Linked DNA regions of Ovis aries: region 1 is linked to region 2. The links are chromatin contacts, called in public Hi-C maps. All regions are on one chromosome and are shown on one strand. The core of a region is the stretch at or near the end of the contact, and the rest is flanking DNA. Distances in the headings are between cores, read along the strand shown. Region 1 overlaps NEK7 (NIMA related kinase 7). Region 2 holds the start of NEK7 (NIMA related kinase 7).

What was found. A called contact is a pair of places that touch in the nucleus more often than the background predicts.
Region 1: a contact with region 2 is called in a Hi-C map of liver, with 3 times the contacts expected there. The contact joins the enhancer-like site here to the promoter of NEK7 in region 2. A contact is called at or near these places in 3 of 16 Hi-C or Micro-C datasets (liver, mixed tissues and tail adipose tissue).

Annotation. Positions count from the first base shown.
Region 1 is chr12:76,582,216-76,585,558 of ARS-UI_Ramb_v3.0, reverse strand. All of the region lies in intron 5 of NEK7 (NIMA related kinase 7), which reads right to left. Among named protein-coding and RNA genes, the nearest start is that of NEK7, 100 kb to the right of the region's middle. Within about 2 kb of position 2,063, at least 4 of the 54 cell types and tissues checked have an H3K27ac peak or open chromatin away from gene starts, as enhancers often do. A contact at or near this core is called in liver, where this site is marked.
Region 2 is chr12:76,479,429-76,482,700 of ARS-UI_Ramb_v3.0, reverse strand. It overlaps NEK7 (NIMA related kinase 7), which reads right to left and starts at 1,408. Exons shown (of 8, transcript XM_060396775.1): 1 at 1,133-1,408.

The sequences.
Region 1 (3,343 bases), core at 814-3,313, 100 kb before region 2:
CAAAAAACTTTGGTAGTGTTCCTTATAATGATTAAGTCAAAATAAGTGAAAAAAATTTGCTATTTGAAAAAAAGACATTTTGGAATAAACAAAATATAAATGCATAATTATAAGATGTTTCTAGAAATCCTTGGTATTTCTGTCCTATTGACTTAAATTCCTGGAAGAAAATCTCCTTTACAAAATTAAATGAAATTTAGCTCCAGAATAGAATTCATTCAAACTAAACTTACTCGAATTTTCTTTTATGAACATACAGATCTCTTTTATTTGTAGTTTCATAATATTTAGACCTAAACTGTGAATAAATCGGAGAAGCCAATGGTACCCAACTCCAGTACTCTTGCCTGGAAAATCCCATGGACGGAGGAGCCTGGTAGGTGGCAGTCCATGGGGTCACGAAGAGTCGGACACGACTGAGCGACTTTACTTTCACTTTTCACTCTCCTGCATTGAGAAAGAAATGGCAACCCACTCCAGTATTCTTGCCTAGAGAATCCCAGGGATGGGGGAGCCTGGTGGGCTGCTGTCTATGGGGTCACACAGAGTCGGACACGACTGAAGCGACTTAGCAGCAGCAGTGAATAAATCATGCCCTACAGATTTACTTCTCAGCAAAAGCAGAAAAAAAAATCAACATACAATAAAATAGTTTATCAAATTTTCTGGGAGCAAAATAATTTTATATAGGTGACCACATTTTCAAGTACTTTTTGGAACCAATTCTTAGAAGCAATCTTTTATTTTTAGTTTTTAAACAGAAGTACATTTGATTTATAACAGGTGTACAACATAGTGATTCAGTATTTTTATAGATTATACTCCACCTGAAGTTATTGCAAAATAATGGCTAAATTTTCCTGTGCTGTATCATATATCCTTAGTATTTATTTTTAAAACACTCTTTCAAATTTGCTCTTAAAAACAAAAGTGTAAGTCAATAACACAGGAGGGCAATAATTTTTTAAAAGCAAAAATTAAGGTCAACTTGTCAACAAACGTAAGTCTGTGTCACAATTTCTATCCTTGTTATTTTATACATATTCTTTGTTAGCAAAGAATTTTTCCTGATCCTTCTACATAAGATTTTTATTGGGTCCAAACACCTTGTTGGGCTAGAGTTCAAACTTTAATTCTTGATATTCAATGTACTTTGCTTAGTGAACTTCAGTTTCAAACCATTAATTTCTACTTCACAGAAAAGACAGGCAGAAATACAAGATGCTTTCTTATGTTAAGAATACTTTCTCAAAATAACATGGAAAACAAAAATACTTGGGAAATAAATTATTTTCCTATTGATTCATTCATCGAAGCAATCAGTCTCATTGCTACTTCCTCACTGGCTGTGCCTCAGCGTGCTTTATGATTATGGGCATCCCCAATTCGTGTGTGTGTGTGTGTGTACACGTGCACACACATATAAACTACATGCAACTACATGACCCTAAGTGAATTGGTTTAGATAAAAATTGACATTCAGTTCAGTTCAGTCGCTCAGTCGTGTCTGACTCTTTGCGACGCCATGAATCGCAGCATGCCAGGCCTCCCTGTCCATCACCAACTCCCGGACTTCACTCAGATTCACGCCCATCGAGTCAGTGATGCCATCCAGCCATCTCATCCTAGCAATTCTTAATTGTTAAATCTATTAAAATTTTGCTCTCTAAGTCACATAGCTTGGAATAATACATCCCCTAAACCTAGAGACGCGTATACATTTGGAACCCCACTGAGAGCATCTGTAAGGAGCAGTGGCAGGCGAGCTAAAGGAGTGCACTTCCAACCTGGCTTCGCATGACAATGCTGGGTCTCCAGGGTCAGGCGACTACAGCATGTACAGAGTGACAGCTCGCAGAACGGCATGTACACAGTGCACACACGTGTGCAGGAACACGCGCACGCATGTGCAGAGCGACAGCCTGCAAAGCGGCATGTACACAGTGCACACGCCTGTGCATTCGTGCGTGCACGCGTGTGTAATGATGACCAAGCATTTGTAAGTACAATAGATCACTGACAGAGTGCTGTCAGGACATTCCGTTCAGGTGAGTAACAAAGTCAACACGGGTTATCTTTCCTGAGGGCCAGTGGCACTGGCTTGGAACAGTCTGAGGTTTTCTTCACAGAAGTCCTCTACTATTTGCATGGTAAGAATTGGAACTTCCAAATAAAACTTTATTCAAGTGCTATGCAAATTCATGCAGTTCTCATGGAATTTTATATCAAATTTCCCTATCCCCCTCAAAATTGCAATGTTCTATGAAAATAAATATGAAGTGAAAGAAATAACTAAAGCAGTACTACTCAGTATCAGTTGAAATTTTATTTTCTTGAAGTACTAGACAAAACTGAAACTCTGTGTGGCGGAAAAAGTATTATCTGCCCACAACTCCTTAATCTAGGGTCCAATGCTCTGTCATCCACCAAATATTGACTATATGCCACACACCATCCCGGATGCAGAAGAATCAAGCGACAGGTTCAAGGTCTCACAGAGCTTCAGCGACAAAAGTCAGAAAACTTTAAAAATGTCTAGTCACCTAATTTGGCTCGTTTTATTATTTTGTCATTCAGTGAAACTCATTCCTCATTAGACCATTTAATTTTTATTTCTCACTTAAAAACAATAACTTAATTTTAAAAAATCAATTGTTTTCAATGAAATTATGACAGCAAAGATGAGGCATCATTAAATTAAAGCCAAATTATTTTTATCTTAATTCTTATTTGATGGTTACCATTTTGTCAAAGTCTTATGTTACAAGGAAACTATGATTTGAAAACTTTTAGGAGAAACTATCATTCCCTTTAAGTTATTCAGTCTAAAAATAATTTCTTCCCAATAATTGCTATGTTAATGGAAAACCAGTTTACATTAAGGTACTGTTGGACTAGCTACATTCAGTTCTGTTTTAGGTACAAAGGACACGGGTATGTTATCAGCTCTAGAATCAATAAATTACAAGTGTCTTCTACTTGTACTTTTACACTTTAGGGGAGTATTTCCTCCTGAGCCACAAATCATCTGTAGGTCCCCCCACGAGTAATCACAACCATGTATGCTACTTTAATAAATTTGCAAACTACTCTAACATTTTTAAATGGTAAGGTGAGGTCTTCAAGATACAGTTTATTCTTCATACTATCTTAATATTATCAAACATAAAATAAAAGGGAAGGTCCATGGTAACAGTTAAAACTAGATTTTTTCACTGGCATTTTCTTTTACTAAGTGGCTGCCTGATGGTCAAAGAGAAGTGTCCAAGTGTCATATGAATGGACACATTATACCTGATAGGTTTCAGCTCAGGACCTAAGGATTTTTAAAATATTGATAGTA
Region 2 (3,272 bases), core at 159-2,658:
ATTCTGCCCTTTACTCTGTAACGCAACCTGGTGAGACGCGCAGCTGTAGCCTGAAGGGAATATGCATATTTCTATAAACTGCAAATTCCTTGGAGGAGGAATTATCAACAGCGGTTCTAATTATGGCGGGCACACAGTGCTCTACAAACTATGGGTATCTGTTTCAACTGCGTCCTTACGATCAGTAGCCTCAAAGCAGAGGAAAAATCGTTTCGTTTCTGCAATGTTTCTTTCAATTTCGTCACCAACAACGCTCAAGGATGGAAACATATCTTACTGTAAGTAACTATTTTTAGTATCCATCCCTAACTACAGCTGGGCGAGAACAAGACTCATCTGTTTTAAACATCATCTCCCAGGGCCTAGTTTACCGCAAAGAGGTAACAGGGGTTCTTAAATCCCACTGCAGCATCCTTCTCTAGGTTGTGTTCCCTTCCTGACACTGGGGACAATGTAGTCTTATCATTTTTTCTCCTTTTTTCCTTTGAGCTCCCTTTCGTCTCTGATTTTTGGCCTCAATGTTCAATGACTTTATTTATCTTCTGTTGCCACTAGCACCACCACCATTTGCTATTTGCCTTGCAGTCCTTCTCTCTGACGTCTCCTATTCCTGACAGAGCCCCAGTAAAGCACCTTCTCCAAAAGGTCGGTCGTCTTCCCCCTACTCCTCCAAGCCAGGCTGCAAATCTCCCACCACCCACTTCTCCCTGGAAGTTCGCTCTGCCCAGTCCCGCGGTGGCCGATTGCTGACAGCTGGACCTAGCCAATCCGCGAGGAATAAATAAGACGCGCAGCCAATGAGCGTGCGCCGGGAGGCGGGACTTCGCCAAGTTCCTCGGGTCCCCAAACCCAGACCTGTTGCGCCGCCGCCGTGGCCGCCTGAGTTTCTTAGTTACGGCGGCGGGCTCGGGCGCCGGAGCCGCGCGGGGCACGAGGCTCTCCCCACGGCCCAGGAGTGGCCCAAAGCCCCCCGGCCGCGCGCGCCCCGCACCGGCCTCCCTCGACCCTCCCCAAGCATGGTCCCCAGGCCGCCGCGCGCGGGCCCGACCTCTCCTCCCCGCCTGGCTCCGCGGCAGCCCCACCCGGCGGAGCCCCGGCCCGCGTGCCCAAGACCCCAGCGGCAGCGACTCACCAGGAAGCGGAGAGCTTTACGTCCTCTGGCCCGCGCAGGACCCGGAGCGGGCGGGCGGCTCGGCCAGGCGGCGCCGCGGACAGGCCCGCTGGGCCCGGGGCTGTGGCTGCGAGGCCCGGAGCGCTGGCCACCTCCCGCCGCGCCGCTCCGGCGGACGCTGCAGGAGCGGGCACCCACCCTGCGCACGGCGAGGCGCGTCAGGAGCGAGACCCTAGCGGCGGCCCATCCTCCCACAACTCCCGCGCCTCCTCCCCCGGCCGCGGCTGTCAGGAGTGTAAACATCCCGGCATCCCCGAGGAGGGGGCGGGGCGGGCGCCGGCCACGCCCACCAGGGCGTCGGTCCCGCCCCAAGCCGCCGGCCCCGCCCCAAGCCGGGCTGGGATCGGCCTACTGGGCCACTACCCTCAGGCCTCAGCGTCAGAGCCCCGAAGTCCCCCGCTGGCGCCCAGGCGGGTCTTGGGGAGCCTTCCTGTGGTCAGGCCCAGCCCTAGTCCCCTCTTTCCGGCCCCCTTCCCTCCAAATCGGGGGTCGGCTGCCTTTTGACAACTTTAAATGCCCAATGTTCAAGAGGTCAGCCGAATTGGTACGTCGCTTTCTTCTGGATCATCGAGTTTTTTATCCCAGCCTAGAGGACAGTGGCCTTTAGGACATTTCTAAGAAGTGAACTACCTGGTTTGGTCCTAGGAGGATTTGGTGGTGGGTGGAGGGGTATGCATTACATCCCAGAACCCTAGAACACGGAACTACAAAAGGAATACTGTGAATCCAGCCGCTTCGCTACTTCGGTAACCGGGGGACAGGGCTAGGAAGGGTCAGCCTCACCTTGATTTGAATCTCAGGTGGTGCGTGAGCTTGCTTAGTCTCTTCAGTCGTGTCTGACTCTTTGCAACCCTCTCCAGGGTTAGATCCCGCCAGGCCCCTCTGTCCATGGGATTCTCCAGGCAAAAATACTGGAATGGGTTGCCAACCATGCCTTCCACCAGATCTTCACACCCAGGGATCGAACCTGCATCTCTTAACTTCACCTGCATTGAAAGGCGAGTTCTTTACCACTAGCGCCACCTGGGAGGTTAACCCTGACCTGGCAGGACAAGTTATTTCACCTTTCCTGTAGTCACACTCTGTAAGAGGACAGTAGTAATAATACCTGTCTCTAGGGCTTCCCTGGTAACTCAGCTGGAAAAGAATCCACCTGCAATGCAGGAGACTCCGGTTTGATGCCTTGATGGGGAAGATCTCCTGGAAGAGGGCATGGTAACCCACTCCAGTATTCTTCCCTGGAGAATCCAGGACAGAGGAGCCTGGTGAGGCACAGTCCTTGTGGTCGCAAAGAGTCAGACAAGACTGAGCCACTAAACACAGCACTAGTACTACACTAGAATTCAGTGAGATACAGCAGAATGCTTAAGCGCCAGAGCCTGGCAGAGAAGTGTTCATTGAGTAGCTGCTATTACTCCTAGGCCTGTTCACTAGTTTGGCTCCACAACCAACGGATTCGAGCCAAGAATGAGTAGATTATAGCTCAAATGCTTGAAACGTTAAACCTATGGAATTATCATTTAGAAAGTTTATTTTTAGAGAGAAAATAATTCAAGATCTCAGTAGAAGACTTTTATTTCAATGGCTAATAAAGTATGGGTAAATCTGCTAAGCACTGTTCTAAGAAGTAAAGCAGTTACCAAGACACAAAGTCCCTGATCTCATGGCCTTTACATTGTAAAAAAGGCAATAATAATACAATAAGCCAATAAATGCATACTGTGTCAAATGGTGATTCATTCAAAAATAAAGCAGGGTGTGAAGAGTCATTGGAGGGGTGACCAAATCCATTTGGGTTTGTATAAAATAGCTCTGCTGTGGAGAACAGATTGCAGGGCTGGAACTACTAAAATGGTTAAAAGACTGTTATAAGGATCAGGTAGATGTTGATGACTTAGACCATTGTGCTAACAGTGGAGGTGTTAAGAATGCTCAGGTCCAGATATGTTGTTAAGGTACAGCCAACAAGATTTACAGATGAATTGAACGTGGGGTAAGAAGGTAGGCAAGGGACTTCCCTGGTTGTCCAGTGGCTAAGACTCCATGCTTCCCGTGCAAACGGCCCTGCTTCTATCCCTGGGCAGGGAACTAGATCCCACTT